2 separate regions of the Mus musculus genome follow, and region 1 is linked to region 2. Evidence: chromatin contacts called from public promoter capture Hi-C data. All regions are on one chromosome and are shown on one strand. The core of a region is the stretch at or near the end of the contact, and the rest is flanking DNA. Distances in the headings are between cores, read along the strand shown. Region 1 overlaps Sh3gl3 (SH3-domain GRB2-like 3). Region 2 holds the start of Bnc1 (basonuclin 1).

Region 1 (7,243 bases), core at 2,949-5,448, 270 kb after region 2:
CTGGTTTTATTTCCTTGACATAGCATTTTAGCATTATTATTATTATTATTATTATTATTATTATTATTATTATTATTTTAGAAGAGACCCCGGTGGCTTGGGTGTCTTTATTTTGTTCTCCTTGTAGGTCTGGTTTTCTTTGCACTGAGCTCTTTGAAGCCCCTCCTCCGTGCTCTCCTGCTGCTGTGTTGCTGAGCTGTTGTGTGCTTACAGCTGCACTGCCTGTCCGCCTCACAGGCCCCACCCTGACAGACAGTCTTGAATATTTTATTTGAGAGATCTTATCAATTAATATTCATATTTCTTAATAACTTCAGTATATTTTCAAAATTAAAGACTTGTATCTGTGTAATAAGAAAAAAAATCAGTTCTTTGTTATTGTTGCTGTTGTTTTGGTTGTTTTTGAAATAGGGTTTCTCTGTGTAGCCCTGACTGTCCTAGAATTCACTCTGTTGACCAGGCTGGCCTCGAACTCACAGAGATCTGCCTGCCTCTGCCTCTTAAGTGCTGGTATTAAAAGCGTACTTCACCACTGCCTGGCCAAAACCCCTTATTCTTAAAATATTAATGTTTTGCTCCCTGGGTGCCTTTCACTTTGGAGCTGCCCACTTATTCTCTGGCTCCACCAGCTCATATTTCAATAGAAAATAAAGCGCTTTGTCTGTTTTGTTTTGTCCCTTAAGTACTTTCCAGTTTACTGTTTCTGTTCTGACTATGCCTAGCCTGGAGTTTACCCCTGTGCCTGGTTAGTTTTTTGCCAATTTGATGTAAGCCAGGATCACCTCTACTGAGAAATGCCTCCACCAGTGGCCTGTAGGCAAATCTGTGGTCATTTTCTTGACTAATGATTGACGTGGGAGAGCCCCGCCCACTGTGGGCGGTGCCACTCCTGGTCCTTGGTTGTATAAGAAAGCAGGCTGAGCAAGCCCGTGCGGAGCAAGCTGGTAAGCAGCCCCCCTCTATGATCTCCACTTCAGTTGCTGCCTCCAGACTCCCACTTGAGTTCCTGCCCTGGCTTCCTGGATGCAGCTGCAGTCAGCCTTGCTTGCCCCATGCTGTGTCTGGCCATGGTGTCGCAGCAATGGAAGTACTCACAGCAAATAGAGCCAGGGAAATCCTACCAACACGGACCAGTTGAGGAGGCTTTTGGTCTCTTAATACTAAGTGGATCTCTAATTCATATTTCAAGATCAGGATCAGTGTATTGGTTTCTCCAGTGCCAGCCAGCAATGAAGGAGATTGTAGGTGGCTACTCCAGCCATCATAACACACCCAATGTACCAAGTGTGGTGGGCCTGTGTGGGCCTCTTCCCCAACTGATCTTCCACTCTCCTCAAGCGAGATCACTGTGCAAAGCATGTTTATAGCTTCAAAGTATCTAAAGCCCCAGTTCAGTAGTCACATGGCACAGCCTACACTCCATTTTGTTGACCAAGGCAAGTGGAGGGTTGGAATGGGATACCCTGGATCTCAGTGGGTGGAGCTACAAAGCATGGCGGCCATCTTTGCAGTCTTCTCTGGCTACAAGATATAAGGCCAGCGCTTGTATAACTCCCATTAGAGTCTCTGAGTATTACCTCCAAAAGTTTGGAACCAATCCTGGAGGTGACTTTGCTTCTCACTGGTTGCTGTAGAGCAGTCTCAGGTTCCTTTGAGGTCACGTCTCATATTAAGAATTGGAACAAGCCTGCTTGACCTCTGTCCTCAGCCTACGAAGTGAAAACTCCTGCCAAGTGGATTGAGGAGCCCACAGGCTCTGTAGTTTAAACGACACTGTTTATTGGACTTAGTTCCTGGGGTGGGGTGGGGTGGGGGGATGGTGGGGTGGGGTGGGGGATGGTGGGGTGGGGTGGGGTGGGGTGGGGGGATGGTGGGGTGGGGTGGGGTGGGGTGGGGGATGGTGGGGTGGGGTGGGGTGGGGGATGGTGGGGTAGGGTGGGGTGGGGTGAGGGATGGTGGGGTGGGGGGTGGTGGTGGCCCGCAGATGAGACTGTCCTGCTCGTTCTCTCAGCTGGGTCAGTTGGTGCCTGTGGTTCTGGGGCATGAGTGTGTGGAGGCTGGCGCCCCTTTACCTTTCTGCCTAGTAGGGCTTGTTCACAGGCAGAGGGTTTCAGGGGAGTGGGTGGAAGCACACAGGTCTCTTTCTAGCTAGGCTTGGTTCTGTGTGGTCAAAACAAGTCATGGGGCCACGCTGTTAGTGGGGCAATAGAACGCTAGTTCTTTTTTTTTGTTTGTTTGTTTTAAATTTTCGGAGACAGGGTTTCTCTGTGTAATTCTGCGTCCTGAGTGCTGAGGTTAAACACATGTGCCACCATACCAGGCTCTGCTAGCCATGTTTGTAAGCCATTCTTTCCAGGAAATCCTGTGTCACATAATTAATTTAAGCTAAACTCTGTGTCTGTTTACCACACCCACACCTCCTTATCTCATAGCAATAGTGTGTGTGTGTGTGTGTGTGTGTGTGTGTGTGTGTGTGTGTGTGAGAGAGAGAGAGAGAGTAGGGCAGGCAGTCAGACGAAACCGTGCCTGTATGTAAGGGATCTGCAGTCCCCTTAACTTACTTACTGCGACTTTATACATGTGTCAACACTCTAAAGCCATAAGTAAATCACAGTGAAGTACTTTTTAAAGACAACACGCTTTGTTATGGCAGTCCGTTCTCCTTGTTCACGAAGCCAGATCCATTGGGGCCGGAGTCACTTTTCTGAAAGGCTTCTCTAAGTGGTTGTGTTGGTCTTTAGAGACCTGTCTGCCATGCCCTCTGGCTTGCCAGGCTGCGATCTGTGGCCTCTGCCTCCCTTTCAATGTCTTCTTCCGTCCTCCCCTTGAGCAGTCTTCACTTGGGAGTGAAACTCCTTACTGTTTTGTGAGCACACTGATCTCTCATTATCTAGGGACATTTTTTGGTGGTCAGAGTGGTGTGGCAGATGTGTGCATGTGTTTGTGTGTGTGCACATGAGTGTGCACAGTGAGCACATGACTTCTATTATCATTTAGCGGTAGACAGCAGGGATGCTGCTAAGCCTCTCTTATTGTACAGATAGCCACAAAGGATAGGAACTGTGCTCAGTATCAAACCACCCTTCCCATTCCTCTCAGTTTTCCTTTTTGAAAACACCACCACATCCCAGAAGACCTTTCCCGCTGTGCTGCACACTGAAATGTCACTGTCCTTAAAAAACAAACTCAAATGCCACGCATTCTAGGAGTCAGGTCTTGAATGATCTGCCTCCTGCTCTGCAGACGAGATACTTTCTAAGCAGCCCTGAGAGTCTGTCAAGTTGATGAATTGATAATAGTTTGCATTTGGTCCTAGTATTTGTCCGTTTTTACCGCCTGTCTCTTACATTCAGGCTGTTGGGGTGCTGCTAACTCTTGTCACTCTTGTGTCCCTAGCTGTCTTGTCACTGCGTGTATTAGAACTGCTTTGTGCCATCTGATGAGGATGGGTGCATGATAAAGCTTAGACAAATGGGAAGTGTACATTGTTCCATGATCTTTTCTTTTCTCATTAGTAGCTGTTGTGGTGTGCGTGTGTGTGTGCATGCACCCGCACGCATGCCACAGTGCACATATAGAAGTCTGGGAACAACCTTGTGGAGTTGGTTCTCTCCTTCTACCTCTACGTGGGCTCCAGGGCTCGAACTCAGGAACCTTTAAAATTACTGGCTGCTCTTCCAGAGGGCCTGGGTTCGAGTCCCAGCACCCACATGGCAGCTCACTGTCTGTAACTAATGTTCCAGGGATAGATATGCAGGCAAAACCCCAGTGTACAGAAAACCAAAAATCCAACAACGCCAGAGCCAAGATTTTTGTCACTAATTTCAATGAAAGGAATATAGAGAATCTTTGTTCAGTGAAAGCATTTGTGTTTGTTTTTGCAGCTGTTTAGTGAAAAAATAAGTGGTGCCGAAGGAACGAAGCTAGATGAAGAATTTCTGAACATGGAAAAGGTAAAGCTTTTTGAACATGTGACGGGTTAGAAATGGGCTGTCTGTGCCCGAGAGAGAACCGCCTACTATTGGGAATATGACCTGGAGTGGGAATCCAGAATGTTCAAATGCAAGCATGGGGTGCAGAGTCGGGAAGGCAGGACCCCAGTGCTTCCCAGCCCAAGCCAGGATCAGGTTGAACCACATCTAGTCTGGGCAAGTTGAGGAAGGAAACGGAATGTGACTAACTGGTTCCCCTAGTGGCCAGCTGTCAGAATGCATAACATGTGGGCCTTGGCAACAACTCCAGGGCCAAATGGTGCTCATATGTCTTAGAGAGTCAACTGTGTCTCAAGGCTTGTGTGACAAGGCTTTTCCGATTTATAACAACTGATTTATCATTTGGTAATCTAGGCTGTTGTTCCCATCTGTTTCAGCAGCTGCACAGCAAATACTTTTCTGCCATTAGAACCGACATATCAGCTGTGATACAGAGATAAGTATGTGTGCCCGGCTGGCCTCACATGGGGGCATCTAGAATCATATATGCAGATGAAATAATTTAGAAGAGTGTTCCTGGCTTGGCACTCCAATGATGGACTGCAGACTCTGTCCCCTGTCCTGTCCCCTGGTCATCTACCTGGAGAGTGGCTCTGGTGCAGTCGGAGCTGGGTCCACACTGCTCTGCTTCCTCCCCTTTGTCTTGGGCCCTTTGAGCAGAGCTTGTCCTAACGATTAGATTCCTCAGACCGGAGCTGGGGGCCTGGGTGTGGCCGGCAGTGCAGGTTGGGGGAAAGCCCGCTCTGGGTGTGGGTTGGGAGGGCATTCTCTTTAATGTAGGTAGGACCTGGCCAGCCTTCCTCCAGGAAGTGCCCGAGAGGTGTTTTTTTTTGTTTTTTGTTTTGTTTTTTTTTTGTTTTGTTTTGTTTTGTTTTTTCGAGACAGGGTTTCTCTGTGTAGCCCTGGCTGTCCTGGAACTCACTTTGTAGACCAGGCTGGCCTTGAACTCAGAAATCCGCCTGCCTCTGCCTCCCGAGTGCTGGGATTAAAGGCATGCGCCACCACGCCCGGTTTCCTAGAAGTGTTAAGACCCTAAGAAGAGAAGCTTATTTTGTGTTTGATTTTGAAAAAAGAAATTCTGTGCATTGAAAACCCTTTCAACATGTTAATATCATTGACATATCTAAAGTTGATTTTTAAATTTATTAATATATATAATGATAGGATGTATATGGCTTCTTTACCAACTAGATTATTCAATTCATATGCTATACTTAAAAACAAACATCTGGAGTTATGTTATTGGGTTTAGAGTCAAGGTCTGGGCGCTGGCAGCTCTGACAAGCTGGGTTCAGACAGTAAGTAACACCCATCCATGGCATCTGCATCAGCTCCTGTATCCTGACCTGCTTGTTCTCAACAAGCCCGTTAAAGAGGCAGGTGGCAGGGCAAACCTGGGCAGAGCAGCTTATTCAGTGTAGCCCCGTCTGCACCAAGAGAAACACACGAACATTCCATGTGAAAGGAGGCTCTGATTTCAATAGTAGGCTGAGGCGTGTATAACGAGGCAGCGCTGGTCAGGGTGTGGCTGAGGCATGGGTAATTAATCTAGGCCGTGCTGCTTCAGGTCCTGGCCCCAACTTTGCCTCTGTCTCTGCTTCATCTCTTCTGAAAGGTGGATCTTAAGTTGTCAGATGGGGTCTTAGTCAGGGTTTCTATTCCTGCACAAACATCATGACCAAGAAGCAGTTGGGGAGGAAAGGGTTTATTCGGCTTACACTTCTACACCAAAGGAAGTCAGGACTGGAACTCAAGCAGGTCAGGAAGCAGGAGCTGATGCAGAGGCATGGAGGGATGTTACTTACTGGCTTGCTTCCGCTGTCTTGCTTAGCTTGCTTTCATATAGAACCCAGGACTACCAGCTCAGAGATGGTCCCACCCACAATGGGCCCTTCCATCCTTGATCATTAATTGAGAAAATGCCCCACAGATGGATCTCATGGAGGCATTTCCTAAAGGGAGGCTCCTTTTTCTGTGATAACTCCAGCTTGTGTCAAGTTGACACACAAAACAAGCCAGTACAGATGGTATGAAACCGCTTTCTCCTTTGCTGGGCACCAGGGCTTCCTCGGATCCTCTCACATAGCATAGCATCCTGGGAAAGTCCAGTATCAGATAACCAATGGGGTGGTGGACAGGAGGGGGACGGACAGGAGGGGGACAGACAGGAGGGGTTTCTTAGGAATGTCTTCACTCCTGATGGGGCAGGTGAAGTTTTAGCTGATGGACTGAGGTTCCTTTTGTTTATTCCTGTTTAGATTTTTCCCTCCAAAAATCATTGGTAGTGACAGAAGTACAAAAATAATATCTATACTGTAGTATAGGATAGAGGAGCTTGCTGTTAGGTGATTATATGTTACAAAACTAAGTACTTTAAGGACTTTATGGAAGAAATTAGAGTCATCTAAAAGATGACATGAGAATGACCGGGCAATGGGAATAATAACCCACAAACATGCTTACTAAGCAGAAACAAAGGAGCGATGCTAACATCAGAGGATAGCACAGTACCAAAAATGCATTGCAAGGAAAAATGTTTCCTTTAAAAAATTGTCATGTTAATGTAATCTTTAAAATTTTATGCATGCATCTTAATCATATATCCATTTCCTCTTTATCTCCTCAAAATACCCCCCGAAGAACTTTAAAAAAATATAGGAAGATGAAGAAAAGTATCAGAGTTCTGAATCAGACATAGCTTCTAAGTTTGTGAGGTAAAAGCTATGAGGAGGCCTGAGAAGAGACTGAAGTCAGAGAAGCTGCCCACCCTCCCCTCTCTTGTAGTAACAGATGGACCAACGGTTCTCATAGGCTCAAGGAAGGTTTGGGCAAAACATTCATACCGTTGACTGTGTATAAGTAGAGCCTGCATCCCCCCGGGTGGAAGTGGTCACTCTTCCCAGGCTCTTTGGTTGCAGTTACAGAGGACTCACGGGGAAAGTTTCTTAAAGCCATAGAACGAAATCATCACAGGGAAGATGGCTTCCCAACGCCACGTTTGGATCCTCAGAAATGTGAACCTGGGGCAGGAGAGAGGGGTCAGCGTGTAAGAGCACTGTTGCTTTTGCAGAGGAACAGGGTGACCCACAACGGTCTTCAGTTGCAGGGGATCTGGCGCCCTCTTCTGGCCTCCAAGGGTAGCAGGCAAACACACAGGCAAATGCTCATTTATATAAAATAAAAACAAATCTCCTTTGAAAATGTGAAGTCACTTCTTCATTTGAAGGAGATTTTAATAAAAAGTAGAATTA
Region 2 (6,559 bases), core at 3,880-6,379:
ATGTAATGACATTAAGGAGTTATGATAATTAACTAGCATTACTTTCTGGTGCCAAGGCTTGGACCTAAGGCCCTGAACATGTTAAGCATGTGCCCCACCACTGAGCCACGCCCCCAAGTTATTTTAAGGTGTTTTATGGTATATTGGATTTGTTTCTAAAAGGGAATGTTTTTATATTTTACAGCAACATATAAAATATTTTTAATGAAATTGTATGACAGCTAGAACCTCCTTTAAAGTAATCTGAGATTTCTAGTCATAAGAAATAGGAAATGCAGATGAAGAAGATTAACTCTTGACGTCCCAAACACACATTCACCAAGTTTCAGTACAGCTTAATTCTCTTTATTTAAAATTTTCTATAATAAAAAGTGAAAAAGTAAACTATGTGAAGGCTCCCATTTCCTTCAAAATTTCAATTTGCACTAGCCAACAGAGAGTAGCCTGTGTAGAGAGGCCAGAGAAGTCTTCTTCCTCCAGGAGAAAGCAGACATGTTCTCTGTGTACAAGCAATATCCTGGGTTGGTGTGCTGAGTGCAGTAACATGGCCCACAAAACATAGGTTTCTGTTTGGCCAGTGAGAGCCAATCTTGAAAAGCAACGTAGGTGGGGTTGAGGGATGGGAAGCCCTGATGGACAGTCAAGAGTCTCTCTGTTGGGTCTTCTAGGGCTCTGAACAATGGAAGGCACTGCTTACCACTATCAGGAGTGAAAGCCATGATCGAAATGGGGGATACCGGGCGCCTCAGGATGTAGTTAGTATTTGCAATGTAAAAATGACACTGAAAGAGAACTGACAGACTGTGATATCTCACTGCAAGCTAGGGCTGAAGAGAGAATACAGAAGCAACAGGGCACAGAGATGGGCCTGCAAGAGAGAGTTAGGGAGCTAGATGCCCTTCAGGGGACGGATGTTGGACTAAGTCCACCTCTGAGCAAAAGGTACACAGGACACCTCTTAAAGTTCCCTTGGTGCTTAGTTCAAAGAGGATAATGGGGAAAATACTTATTCTTTTGATGTTTATAAATCAAAGCCTAAATCCTATGCCAAAACAATTTAACATCTACACCCTTTTTTTCATATTATTAGTTTTTAAAACTGAAAATGTGAAAAATTGTAGGAAATATACAAACATCTTAGAAATTAAGCTGAATATTTCCTTTTTTTAAAAAAAGCTTTAAAACACACAGCAATATAAATGATATGGGCATATTTTTTCCTTATAACCTACATGTAGACAAACTCAGAAGTCTTCATAAACCTTAGATAACAAGGCTAAATAGACATCAGTGATATGTAACATACAATTAGCCATGGAAAGTGGGAATTAAAAAACACTTCAAAATTTTAGTTAAGGTAGTTTAAATACTTCACACAAATTTATTACTGATGATGATGTAAAAGCCAAGTGTGAATGAACATTATTTAAATAAAACCATTTTAAGGATTCAAAGGGAACTAAAAAACAACTTTTTTGTCAAGATAAACTCAAATTCAGTTATTTCTGCCATTCCACCCCCACCTTAAGACCCAGCATAGTGCATCCTGAAATGTTACAGTTGGGAGGTAAGAAAGCTTGAATGTCATAATAATTCCAGAAACAGGTGGAAGGCTACGGAGGGACAATGCCGTCTCTAGAAGCTGGGAAAGAGCAGAAAACCGTTTCCCACATTCCAGTACATGAAATGCTCACACAATCCGCAGGAAGGGACAGCCGCATCAATATAATGAATGGGAAGAACAGTTAAAAGTGTAAATTAGAGTTCCCCTAAGGTAAGCATTCTGCTCTACACAGGTCTGCTCCAGCCCAGCTTTTACATCTTATTTTCCCAACCTCTCCCTTCCTTTACATTAGTGGAGAGAAATGGGGATCGCCTCTAAGCTAGAGCCCTTTTACAATTGGTTAGGTTGATTTATAATAAACGGCCCGTGTGTGGACAGGAACCGAGAGAGCTTTTTTTCCAAGTAACTATGTATGGCTGAGGAGGCCCCAAACTGGACTCTGGAGAAACAGGGCTGCTTTGTGTTTGGACTCAGCTTCCTTGGCTAAAAGAGGCATACGGGTGGATATAGAGAGCGGGAGTGCCACACTGCAATCTTGGAAACTCCAGAAGGAGGGAGAAAAGACTTCAAAGGATGATGAGATAAGAAAGAAGGGTTTCTGCTAGAAACCAACTAACAAGGGAGGAGGGTCCCAGCACTTCCTGACGCTGCTTCTGTGCCACCCCCAGTTATCTTGAACATCCCACAAAAAAGTCACCAACAGTAGACAAGCAGTCATGATCTTTACTGACATACAATAAGGGAAAGGACAAAAAGAGCCTATGACTTCCTAAACCTTGATCTTAGCAAAGCCAGAGCCACGTCAGATCATCAGATTGGAGAACCTGGGGGAATGGCATTTCTAGTTTCTTTCTAACCAGACTGTGTCTGACAAAAGTAACTACCTCACTCTAAGTGACATCTGTAGAGGAGAAAATCCACCCTGGGGTGAAGCACACTCCTCCTGCAAGTAATTTACCTTGCAAGCCTTCAGGGCAACTCCTCTTAATGGCCACCGTCAAAATAACTTCCAAAGCCATATACAGAAGCTCAAAGACATTTCTGGCCCCTTGGTACTGCAGTTTCATTTTACTAACAAAGTTTTAAAACGTTCCCTCACATTTCTTGGCATCCCGAAGTGACAAGTGTGTGCTTAAGAGACAATTATTTGTTGTGTGAGGAAAACTAGATGGCTTTTTCTCACCACAGGGCAGGGTCACTTTTCCAAGCTGATGATCTGAGGTATAAAATATGAGTATGGGCCTGGGATACAGGTCTAACTTCTTCTAGGGGAAAGGTCATAAAAACCAAATCATCCTCTGTATAAACCATATATTTCTAAGGCAATGGATTTATGTGAGCTAAGATTTCTTATGTGAATTCCAACCCAGGTGCACAGATCACTGGATCACTGGTGTGTGTGTGTGTGTGTGTATCCTAGGAAATATTCATGGGCAGGTTATTCAAACTAGTAACCATTTTCTCTGTGACAGACAGAGCTCCAGGGAATCCTTACCAGTCTGCATGGGTGGACATGAGAGTACAAATTAAGTTATGCAGCTGTCTGAACACAATCTGAGTTCTCAAACTCTGAGGAGCTCACACCTTAAAAGAGTCCATCAAAGTGTCTGAGGATTCAGCTACAACAGAACACAGTCAACACCTGAGTGGAGACAGTTACAGTTTCTGTAAAACTGAAGTTTGTGAACTTGCAACAATAAATAAGATAATGAGTCATATTTTTTAACTATCTGAAAGTATGCTAAAAAGAACAGTTATTAAAATTCTCCAGAGAAAGAAGGGCAGCTGTCTGTATCTATTTTAAAAGAAAAATAAAATACAGCACAAATTGTAACACTTGAAGTAATGTGCAAAATTACACTTTGATGCATACAATTTTAAGAAAGGTATAATAATATGCATCAACAAATTTGGGGAGGGGCGAATGAGAAAGTTACATGTTTCACTACTTAACAAAAGTTTTAACGCACAAACATCAATTTGTAAACTAAACCTCTGTTAAATTCGAAAAGATCCCATGAAATCTAACAGCACAGTGAAGACAACGAGCAAGTAAAAACAGACTGCCAAAAAAGATTTGCCAAAATGCTGTTTTTCAGTTCACCTATACTGTCACACCAAAATCTTGTTGCTTTAATAAGAAAAATTTACTTCTTATTGTTGATATATCTGTTCTGTGTTTCCATGCAGTAACAGGTTCTCTCTCTCTCTCTCTCTCTCTCTCTCTCTCTCTCTCTCTCTCTCTCTCTCTCTCTCTCTCTCTCTCTCACACACACACTCTGACAGGGATTCCCAGGACACCAGTGGGGCCTCTTTCAAGCCCCTTAAGTGTTAACAGCAGAGGCCTGGCTGTGACCAGGCGTCTGGCCCGATTTAAATGCCCTCATCTTCAGAGGTCTGCGGTGAGCCTAGCCATAAAACTAGGGGACATTACCGAACCCCAGAGTGTCTGATCTTCCCCCCCCCCCCCGCACTGCATACAACTTCACTCATACAATTAAGGCTGCTAGTTGGCATTCCATTTAACTGTCAAACTCAGGCTGGTGGCAGCCCCACAGCCACAAAGAGATGCCTTAAACGAGAAGAACATGTTTCTACACCGCATTTGAGAAAGTTTGGCTCCGAGCTATGTACTGATTGATATCAGATCTCTCTCACTTGCCTCTCCAATCTTGTCACATCTGGCTGACAAATCCCCAGGAGTTTATCCGAAGTCGTGAGGCCAGTAGGGTTAAGGGGCTCCCCTGGGGAAGCAGCGCCCGTGGACAGCGGACACCCGAAGCGGATGCTGGGGTACGCCCGGCTGGAACCCCGCTGCGGGGTGGACAGTCACTGGGCCACTAAGCACCTCACCTCTGCATTGCCAGGATCCCTTCCTGTCACTCTCAGGTAAACCATCTCCAAAGAGACTGGACCTTGGCCCTCTGGCTTCCCCATCAGCATCCGGATGCGCTCCTCCAAGTCCCTGAGCGACCGGAGGGCACGAACACCCCTCACTGTCCCACGCTCGACAAGCCAGGCGGAACGCCGGCAAACCAACGCACTCCTTCAGCGCGGTTCAACTGCGAGCATCCGTCCTCTTCAGACACGTCTAACTAAGCTGACGGTTTGCGGCGCTTTTGGTCTTTTGTCTCTTCCCTTTTAAAAAAGCAAGGATTTGTCCCTCAGGGGACCGGCGCCCCCTCCACGCCCCTCGGGCGTCTCCGCGACTCTCCTCCCGGGATGACCGAAGGTCACGGCTTGAAATACCAGACAGATGGACGTCCCTGCGCCAACAGCGGTTGGACAGGGGCTCTGGGGTGTAAGAGAAACGGGGCGCCGCTCACGGGTCACCTCGCTGCGACCGGGCACAGGCTGCGAGGAACTGCAGTTCGGCCTCCCGGGACGCACACACGGCGCCGACGACGAGCAGGTGGCCCTCGTAGGGCGGCCCCGCGCCCGTCGCCCGCGCGACCGCTTACCTCAGCCATCCTGCAGCCGCTGCGGAGCCGGCCTTCCCGGCGCGCGTCCCCTGCCCGGGCCGCTCCGCGTCCGCCCCGGCTCGGCGACCGCCGCATCCACGCTCTGGCCGTCTGGGCCACCCCCGCCCCCCCTGCGCAGGAGAAGTGGGCGGCTCCCCGCGGCGCCGGGTGACCGCGCCGGCCCTTGCGCCCCTCGTGCACCCTCGCGTCCGCCCCGCGCCCCGGGGTCCGCCCCTCCGCTCGCCCCGCCCCGCGCCCCTACTCCGGCCGCCGGGGGCTGCGGGCGACGCTCGAGGGGGTGTGGGGAGGCCACGCAGAGTCGCCTCGGTTGAGGCCAGGCCGCGGCCCCCCGCGCACAGCGGAGACCTCGGCGGCCGCGGGCGCGGAGGTGTCTGCCCCCGGCGGGCTTGAAGGCACTTGTTGAGAAGGAGACAGACGTGTCGGTGTTTGCCTCTCCCCGGCGAGGGCGAAACGCTCTCTGAAGTTCCCTGGCTCTGCTCTCTCGGGCTGATGCAGCCTCCCTCGCCTCCCCCGGAGGCGCCTCGGGTCCCGGTGTGGACCAGGCAGAAGGCTGCACTGCCCCCGCCCCCACCGGGAACTTTTTATTTCCACAGATGTGGGGACTTGGGTCGGGTCGTGGAGGCTTGATTGGGAACTCAAACACCCCGGTCTCTTGTGTGCTCTGTGTTAAAGTCCCGGTGTTACCGCTTGCCTGGGACAGGTGACTTCGCTCTCAGAGTTGGAAAGCGGGATTAGACTTAACTAGGTTCTAAGGAGACACGGAGATGAAGTGATAAATCAAACAAGAGTTTCGTCCCCTGGGAGCCGATGGGGAGGGGCTCGCCAGGAGAACCTGCTTTCCGGGGCCTGAGGACAAAGAAAAAGAATCCTTCGGCCCTAAGAACAGGGGAAGATTGTCCACAGCTGGTGTGAAACAGAACCAGGTTTTACTATATAGCTCTTGGGCAGGGCGGGACCTGAGACCTGAAGAGAGGCCAAAGTGTTTGGCTTTTTGGGTCTGTCCTTTTTAGAAGTAAGAGAGCCTAGACTTGGAGTGGCAGGTCCTGTTTCTTTTTTTTTTTTTTTTTTTTCTTTTTTTTTCCCCCAATTTGTTGCACCTGCTTCGCTGCTGGTGGGCGTCCTTGAAAAGGGAACACAGTCCTGCACAAATCAGAGATGCCGGGACAAAGAAAGAGTTGCAAACAGAAGACAGGATGCCAGTTACCCCACGTGCTGACAACAGGCTTCAGAGGGGGGAAAGGTGAGAACAGGACACATGACAGAAAAAAAAGTGTGGGCATCTGTGCTGCACGGGGTCCGGAAACTGGACACCTGGATTTCCCCCAGGTGCCTGTTCTGGGTCTACCTGGTGGTACTTTTCCTTGCAGGCATGAAGTTGCCTAGCCATTGCGATAACATTGACCTGGAGATGCGCATTAATATTGCCACATGGCAAACTTCATTATGAAGCCTTGTTTTATTAATGACCAAGCTAAACTGGTTGGTTACCTTCTGTTTGCTCTTTCCCAAACAG

Evidence for each region. Promoter capture Hi-C pulls out the DNA fragments that hold promoters and counts their contacts.
Region 1: a contact with region 2 is called in a promoter capture Hi-C map of embryonic stem cells, with 5 times the contacts expected there. The contact joins the enhancer-like site here to the promoter of Bnc1 in region 2. A contact is called at or near these places in 14 of 39 promoter capture datasets (the C10 cell line, the HPC-7 cell line, cranial neural crest and 8 more), 2 of 15 datasets of contacts at CTCF or cohesin (the NIH/3T3 cell line and stem cell-derived epiblast-like cells), 5 of 484 Hi-C or Micro-C datasets (embryonic fibroblasts and embryonic stem cells), 9 of 115 datasets of contacts at active chromatin or transcription factors (craniofacial prominence, embryonic basal ganglia, embryonic forebrain and 4 more) and 2 of 9 other capture datasets (adipose tissue and liver).

Annotation. Positions count from the first base shown.
Region 1 is chr7:82,256,248-82,263,490 of GRCm38.p6, forward strand. It overlaps Sh3gl3 (SH3-domain GRB2-like 3), which reads left to right. Exons shown (of 9, transcript NM_017400.7): 2 at 3,885-3,953. Among named protein-coding and RNA genes, the nearest start is that of Gm32903, 3.9 kb to the left of the region's middle. Within about 2 kb of position 4,199, at least 4 of the 459 cell types and tissues checked have an H3K27ac peak or open chromatin away from gene starts, as enhancers often do. A contact at or near this core is called in embryonic stem cells, where this site is marked.
Region 2 is chr7:81,987,170-81,993,728 of GRCm38.p6, forward strand. Bnc1 (basonuclin 1) reads right to left here and starts at 5,130. Exons shown (of 5, transcript NM_007562.2): 1 at 5,026-5,130. The coding sequence starts at 5,121.